Regions from separate parts of the Sus scrofa genome. Here region 2 is linked to region 1. The links are chromatin contacts, called in public Hi-C maps. All regions are on one chromosome and are shown on one strand. The core of a region is the stretch at or near the end of the contact, and the rest is flanking DNA. Distances in the headings are between cores, read along the strand shown.

Evidence for each region. Hi-C and Micro-C count contacts between places; a contact is called where the count stands out from the background.
Region 2: a Hi-C map of retroperitoneal adipose tissue shows a contact between it and region 1, with 2.8 times the contacts expected there. The contact joins two enhancer-like sites. A contact is called at or near these places in 21 of 47 Hi-C or Micro-C datasets (alveolar macrophages, blood, embryonic fibroblasts and 12 more) and 1 of 2 datasets of contacts at active chromatin or transcription factors (skeletal muscle).

The regions. Positions count from the first base shown.
Region 1 is chr7:86,868,644-86,872,421 of Sscrofa11.1, reverse strand. The region is part of intron 2 of SLCO3A1 (solute carrier organic anion transporter family member 3A1); the gene reads left to right. Among named protein-coding and RNA genes, the nearest start is that of SLCO3A1, 230 kb to the left of the region's middle. Within about 2 kb of position 1,816, at least 20 of the 83 cell types and tissues checked have an H3K27ac peak or open chromatin away from gene starts, as enhancers often do. A contact at or near this core is called in retroperitoneal adipose tissue and subcutaneous adipose tissue, where this site is marked.
Region 2 is chr7:87,249,950-87,253,727 of Sscrofa11.1, reverse strand. No RefSeq gene overlaps it. Among named protein-coding and RNA genes, the nearest start is that of SLCO3A1, 150 kb to the right of the region's middle. Within about 2 kb of position 1,772, at least 12 of the 83 cell types and tissues checked have an H3K27ac peak or open chromatin away from gene starts, as enhancers often do. A contact at or near this core is called in retroperitoneal adipose tissue and subcutaneous adipose tissue, where this site is marked.

The DNA of each region.
Region 1 (3,778 bases), core at 567-3,066:
GTTCTCTGAGCCTCAGCAACCGCCACAGCAGCATCCCTGCCATCAGAGAGCCTCCCGAAGCCACAGAGAACATTCATGAAGATTCCAAAGCCCTTTGAAGGTAGAGGCTGTGCCTGTCAGGGAACAAGACACACCCTCTTTAGCAAGTAACTTTTCTTTGAGGAGCAGCTAGTGGCGGGCCAGAGGAAGCTAGTACGGGGTCCCCCGAGTCCAGCAAGTTCACTGGGCGGTGACCCACTTCTGAGGCAGGGGTCTAAGATGCAGCACTGCCGGGGGAGGGCAGGGCACATACATCTCCTGCTCCCAGTCAGAGATCCAGGCGCCTTCAGTGCCCGGTTCATCCCACCCACATTCCGGCCCTCCCCTGCTCTCTGGATCCCCACGAGCTTCCCCACTCATTTTCTCTGTTGTCCCCATGTCCTGGCACCAGGTTTCTCTTCCTGACACACAGCTTTTGTGGGACACGCACACGTTGCCCAGGAGCTGCTGGAGCCCTGTGGCCTGAGGCTCCATGCACGCGCCAGGGTTGCTTCATATCCCGGCCTCAGCCACCTCTGCTGCTCTCTCCTGGACCGCCCTTCTGCTCCTTCCTCATTTTCCTTAAATCCTTGGTTCTTATTTCTGCTTCCCACTTTGGTGTCCGTAAATCATTGGCAAGTTCCTTGATCTCTCTGTGCCTCAGTTTCCGGAGGGGTAAAATGGGGCCGCATCTGCTGCTGAGGCTGCTGTGAGGATCGAACGGGATAGTGGAAAGTCCTTCCACTGGCCAGGTGTCTGTGCCCCCGTCACCACCCACACCCTGTCATCGTCCCTCATGATAGTCCTCATTCGAAACCTGACTCCAGCTCTCGGCTCTGGATGGCTGCTGCCTGCATCTGGTTTACTGTAGTTCTGTCTGCAGCCCACATCCTGTGTCAGAACCACTGGCCATTTATACAATTTGCAGCAAACATACCCCTGTGGACCCAGAGAAGGGTTCGGAGGGAGGTACTAAATAAGACGAGGGTCCCACACAGGCGAGAGAGCCCCCTGCTGGTTTCGCATTCTGCCAGCCCTACCCAGGAGGTAACACCTATGCAGGGAACTGTTTGTTGATTCTGTCCTGATGTTGTGCGGACATCCTGGGACAGTTTCATTCATGCTTACTAAAGCAACTTCTGTGTCTGATTTCCATGCCATTTGGGTGCCCTCTGAGTTTCCAAGCACCTCCTCACGAATTGCCACGTGTGTTCTTCACACCAGTCTTGGGAGGCGTATACCTGCTAGGGCTGCTGCTATAGAACATCCCAGACCGGGTGGCTTAAACAACAGACGTTTATTTCTCACTGTTCTGGATGCTGAAAGCCTGAGATCAATGTGTCATCGGGGTTGGTCTCTCCTGAAGCCTCTGTCCTTGGCTTGCAGACGGCTGCCTTCTCCCTGTGCTTCACAGGCATTTTCTCTCCCCATGTCTGATGTCTCCTCTTCTTATAAGGACACCAGTCCTGGTGGATTAGAGTCCATCCTAAGGGCTCCATTCTGACTTAATCACCTCCTTAGAGGCCACATGCCGAGGTCCTTTGTGGGGCAGGATGGAAGTGATAGGACCTACACAAATGGATGGAGGTGGGGCACAGTTCATCCCCCAGCAGGAGGTAAGCAAGGCAGGTGCTTGCTCCATTTGACAGCTGGAGATGCCAAGGCTGAGGGAGGGTGAGTGCCTTGAGCACAGCCTCCTTCTGTAGTGGCTCTGCACCCAAGCTGACTCTGGAGGACTCCAGGCCGGGCCATCTCTCCACTGCCCCCTGCTGGAGGCAAAGGGCAGGAACAACAGGAAGCCAGGAACCCTGCTGCCCTTCGAGCTCAGAGGATCTCTAGAGAGAACTTCTGGGAAGACCCTACTTAGCTTGCAAACAGGATGTGGGCCCTTCAGGAAGAAGCAGTCTCTTGTTTATTAGAGTGGGTTTCCTGCTTGTGTGGCTCGTGGCTTCCTGGCCCTTGCTCTGCCCGCAGCCTTTTCTCATTTCATCAGCCAGTGTGGTCTCAGCATGCTTGGACCCACAGCTTTCCCGGGGCTTTCACGGGGGATGAGGAAGGGCAGGCCGATCTCACTTGCTTTGAAGAGAGCCAGCCAGCTCCAGCCCTGCTCCTCGGTACCTGCCGCAAAGAAAGCGATGTGCTGGTAGTTCCAGCTGTGACACTTCAGCCCCACGGGGCTCTGTATGAGGAGTCATGGCCTGGCTCCTCCTGATAGTGGGCGTCACATCCAGAGGCCCAGCAGCTGGCCAGACAAAGAGACATGTGCCCTCACCCTGGCGAGGCCCTGCTGGGCAGGAGGGTGGGGAGAGAAGCTTCTCTTAGCTGGACTGAGAAACAAGACCAGCAACAACTGTAGCTTTGACCAATTACTGACTCTTGCCGAGCATTCTAAGAATCCTGGCCTTGTAGATGCTTTCATTAGATACATGGTTCTCCAGGGTGCCAGGGCTCCCCGCCTCTCCTGGGACTGGGTGGTCATCAGTTCATGGTTCAACAGACAAACATGGAGTCCCTTGTCCAGGCAAAGGACTGCATCCCCCTCTATGGAAAATAGGATTTTTTTTTTCCTTAAAAAAAAAAAAATCTCTGCCTTCCATGAGTCTACAGTTATTACAGCACGCCTACTCCATGAAACTTTATTTTTGCATCCAGGAAGACAGTAAGCAGAACTATAGGAAAAGTCTCAGACTAGGTACCATGGCAGAAGAGAGAAGAAGGAAGAAGAAAGAAAATCTCGGAAGGCTCCTTGGAGGAGGTGGTATTCAAGGCAGGCTTTAAGTGGAGGGGAGAGCTTTGATGCACTGACCAGGGCCTGGAGGAAAGCGAGAAGCTGGGTTGAAAACCAGCAGGGAAGCCTGGAACACAGGCAGCACCGAGGTCGGGTATGCCAGGCAGGGTTCTGGAGCGGAGCGCACAGTTGTGGTGGCATGCAGGGCTGCTTTGGCTGGCTGCACAAGAGCAACTTGGGTTCTGCCACTATGCACGGTGACCAGGTCTGGCCACATGCCTCCACCTCGCAGAGCTGACATCAGATGGCTCTGACATCCTTCCCTTTTCCCACATGCCTAGATGCATTTTGGGTCCCAGCTGATTCCTTGGGCAAGGTCAGCAAGGGCAGGGCCAGTGCTTCTCAACTTGGCTGCACATAGAATCACCTGGAGAGCCTGGAAAAAAAATCCCCAGGCCTGGGCTGCACCCCAGACCCCCTACATCAGCTCTCAGGGGGCAGGGCCTGGGGGTTAGTATTAAGTTTCCCAGGTGATTCTAAAATGCACCCAACTTTGAGACCCAGTAACATAGCTGACCTTGGAGGCAACATGTATGATACTGGTGGGAGGGGCCCGTAAGCTCTGGCAGCCTTAGCAACATGAGTGTTTTATTTAGTTTTGTTTATAAACTTTGCCATGGGGACAATGCTATTACACCAATTGCGTGCACTGTCTGGCCCATTATCTGTGTTCAGCAAATGGTCACCCCTTCATCCTCTCCCCTCCGCCTCCCCCTCCCCCTCCTAGCTAAGCAAGGGCAGTTATGTAATGCTGTCAGGCTGTTGGCAGAGGCCACCGGATAAATAGGTATCGCATGTTTTGCAGGCTGCCTGCTGTTTATGCATCATGTTTTATTCATGTACGTATGATGCAGAATGTTCCTTCTTAGAGGAGAAATTTCAGCCTGCAGATTTCGAGATGGAAGAATACATTTAGATAAATTGAGGGCACGGAAGGCAAGTGAGAGAAGAGAAAAGCAATTCTCTGACTGA
Region 2 (3,778 bases), core at 523-3,022, 380 kb before region 1:
TAAAGATTTTTATTTTTTCCATTATAGCTGGTTTACAGTGTTCTGTTAATTTTCTACTGTACAGCAAAAAGACTGAGTCACTCATACATATATACATTCTTTTTCTCACATTATTCTCCATCATGTCCCATCGTAAGTGACTAGATATAGTTCCCAGTGCTATACAGCAGGATCTCATTGCTTCTCCATTCCAAAAGCAATAGTTTGTATCTATTAACCCCAAATTCCCAGTCCATCCCACTCCCTCCCCTTCCCCCTTGACAACCGCAAGTCTGTTCTCCAAGTGAAACCAAACAAGTTATTGTTGGTGGTGAAAGTGGATTGTCAATTCTATGACAGTGGTCAACAATGAAGTATTGCTGACTTCCCTGAATTTAACTAGGAGTTAAATGAATGAAAAGTCCAGGGGTGACAGTCCTTAAAGAAATAAACATCATTTTAAATTTTTTTATTTTTTATTGAAGTACAATTGATTTACAATATTGAAACATCATTTTTGAAATCAGCATGATTTTGGCTTGGACTTACATGGTACTTAGATGACCCTTAGATGAATATGCTCACCATCATATCTTTTATGTTCTTTTCTCTTTTTTTTTTTGTCATTTTGTTTTTTTTCTAGGGCCACTTCCTGAGCTATATGGAGGTTCCCAGGCTAGGGGTCCAATCTTAGCTGTAGCCAATAGCCTATACCACAGCCACAGCAACGCCAGATCTGAGCTGTGTCCGCAACTTACACCGCAGCTCACAGCAACACCGGATCCTTAACCCACTGAGCAAGGCCAGGGATCAAACCGGCAACCTCATGGTTCCTACTTGGATTCGTTAACCACTGCGCCACCACGAGAACTCCTCTTTTACATTCTTTCTTTAGACTAAGTTGAATTTGTCTTTAAAAAATACTATGCTGTGCAGCAGGAATTGACACAGTGCTGTAAATGAACTATAATAAAAATAAAATTTAAAAATGAAAAAATAAAAATACACAATAAGTATTAAAAAAATTTAAATATAAGTAAAATGGAAAAGCATTTTAAGAAAATTGCTTTGGTCCTAGTCTTAGTCTATTCCTGTTTCTACTTTTAAAATTCAAAGAGAAAGTATCTGAGGAATAATTAAATTGTATCTGGTGGGCTATTTCCCCCAAATCCTCCCCCCCACCCTATGGGAGAGGAGATGGAATTGGGGGATTTGAAGCAGCCCTAAGAATATAATACTGTGCTACTGAGCTACAAAAATCCTGCCTGATTTGTAAATTTGTGTTTCCATAGCAACGCAAGTGTGTAGTTAAATAATCCTCACTGGTCTATGACTGAATTCCAGCAACTCTTCCTAAGCCTTCATCCTATTCTAATCCCACAGCTGTTGCCATGGAAATGATCAGATAAGATTCAGTCCTGGAGGCAGATGGACTGGTGGTGGAAGCTACGTCCTGGCCTACATTTACAGCTTCCTGCAATATTAGGTTTTGTTTTGCTTTCCCTGACACCGCCCCCCCACCCCCAATCTTTGAATCACAGAAAGCAGCTGCCTCCAATGAGAGGTTAATGTAGCACAATGTCAGGAAAGTCATTCGTGGGGTCTGGGCATCCGGAGCAAATGAGAAAGAGATGATTCCAAAGTATTGCTGAGGGATGGAGAAATTGGGAATGCTTTTTTTTTGGACTCATCTTTGGAAACTTGCTCTAAGAGATCATCATGCCAGTGGTTTTCTTGTGGGAGTCTGCATCCCAGAAGTGATTTCCCTAGGCTGTGTCCCCACCCCAGAAGGATAGTGAGTCACACCAGGCTGCTCCCTGGGCTTTGCCAGTGCTGGAGAGGCCAGTTCATTCTTCATTGTTCATGAGCTGCTTCATTTTTCACAGCTGATGGGAGTTAACAGTGTGCCTCCAGGTTCACTCTGGTTGTGTCGGCAATGTCCTTAGAATTTTGTGGCTCCTCCAACAATCTCCTTTTATTGTGCATATTCTTGCAGACTCTTTGGGAAGATCTAAAATTTAAATAATTGTTTCTAGGCACTATCCTGATGAAGTTATGTTTTGTTTAAAATAGAAAGAAGTAGCGCCTTGCCCCTTTATTTTGAACAGTATGATTTCATATGTCTGTCTTTGCCAGATACTTCACTTAGGGGGCTTAAGTTAGCCCCCAAAGCAATCTGTGTCTTTCATGGAGACAGATTCCCTGTAACCTGTGAGCCGTGATATGTCCTATGAGAACAGGACAAACCTTAGAGCAAAATGCACTGAATCCTTGAAGTGGAAGGGATCCTACAGGGTCTCAGGCAATTCAATTACCAGGAGCAGTTTTCAGATGAAGAACCTGAGGCCGAAGTGGCAAATGCCTCACATCTTAGGGCTCATGCATTTGTCTCTGGAATCCTTCCCACACTGTCACCGGTTTAACAAAGGATTCCAGAGTTCTATCTAGCTTTACTTTCATTCTCCTTACCCCAGGCAGCTCCAACTGAATTCTTATACTGTAGTTATTGCTTACTCCCTTTTAGAAGTTTTACTCATAAATGCTATACATTATTTTATAAATTTTCACTCACTATAATCAGTGAAATAAACGCCTGTTGAGTTAATATATGTATCACATGATTGGAAGCAGTGCAGAGTGTTTGGAATAGGAAGACATTATCAAACTGTTAATATTTATCTTATTCTACATGACTCCTTTCACCATCATTACAAAGTGAGGGAGTGACAGCTTTTAGAACCTGCTTAGTGCTTTCTGGACAAGTTATCTATTTTAGGAGGTAAAGGATATGCTTTTCAGTGACACGAGGTATAATTTCATTCTTGCTCTTCTTCTCTCAACTTTCATAATTGTAAGTGATGCTGAAGAGAGACAAGAGCTGAATCATTTCTTACACAGAAAAAGTGAAAAATTCAGACTGAAAGCTTGCATTCTCAAGCAGGCCTCTGGGATTCTCACCAGAGCTAGAAAGTTGCATTCTCTTTCACTGGGCAAAAATGTTGCTGCCTCACCTACCATTCATGCCTAAATAGAGCATCAGCCAAGGCATAGAACCTTCGTGTGCCCAGTGTGCTCTGCTGACCATTGTTCTATTCCTTGAGTTAATTCAAGCTTTGTGGACACCCTGTTCTCCCTAAGCTTGAGGTCTAATTTCAAAGAATACTCTTCATTTGCAAGAAGTGTACTTGTTACTATGGTGATGAATCATGCCATTTCAATAACCATGAGAAGTCCTGAGTTGGAAGTTCATAGTCACTTGGAGGAAAATGGTTCCAGATGTGGCCATGTTAAGTCCCTCTTCAAATTCTCCCTCTCCCAGTCAAGTTTCAAATCCTCATTAATGCACTCTGAATATCTCTACGTTTACCCTCTCCTAAGCCACCATCATTATAGTAGCCTTGATTTGTCTCTAAGACCCCCTCTTAGCCCCATTCACTGCAGGACCAGAGCAATGTTTTCGAAAACCTAAATCTGACCATGTCCCTGTCTTGTCTCAAACGTTTTAATGACTCATCTCTGCCTTGGATTAAAATCCAAAACCCTAGCATGGCTCTTCGTGAGTGGCCCCCTCCCACGTCCCCAGCACAGCCTGAAGCCACCTCGTCTGCATTTCCTATACCCCAGCCACATACCCAGGTCCCCTCCTGCACACCATGTCCTGAGAACTCCTCCCCCTGCCCCTTGCTCCAGGCTGACTTCTACTTACCCTTCAGCCTTAACTGAAATGTCAGTTCCCCAAATAAGCCTTTGCTGAGTTCCCCGCTTAGTTTGGGTCTTAAACTTTCCTTGCACAGTGTAC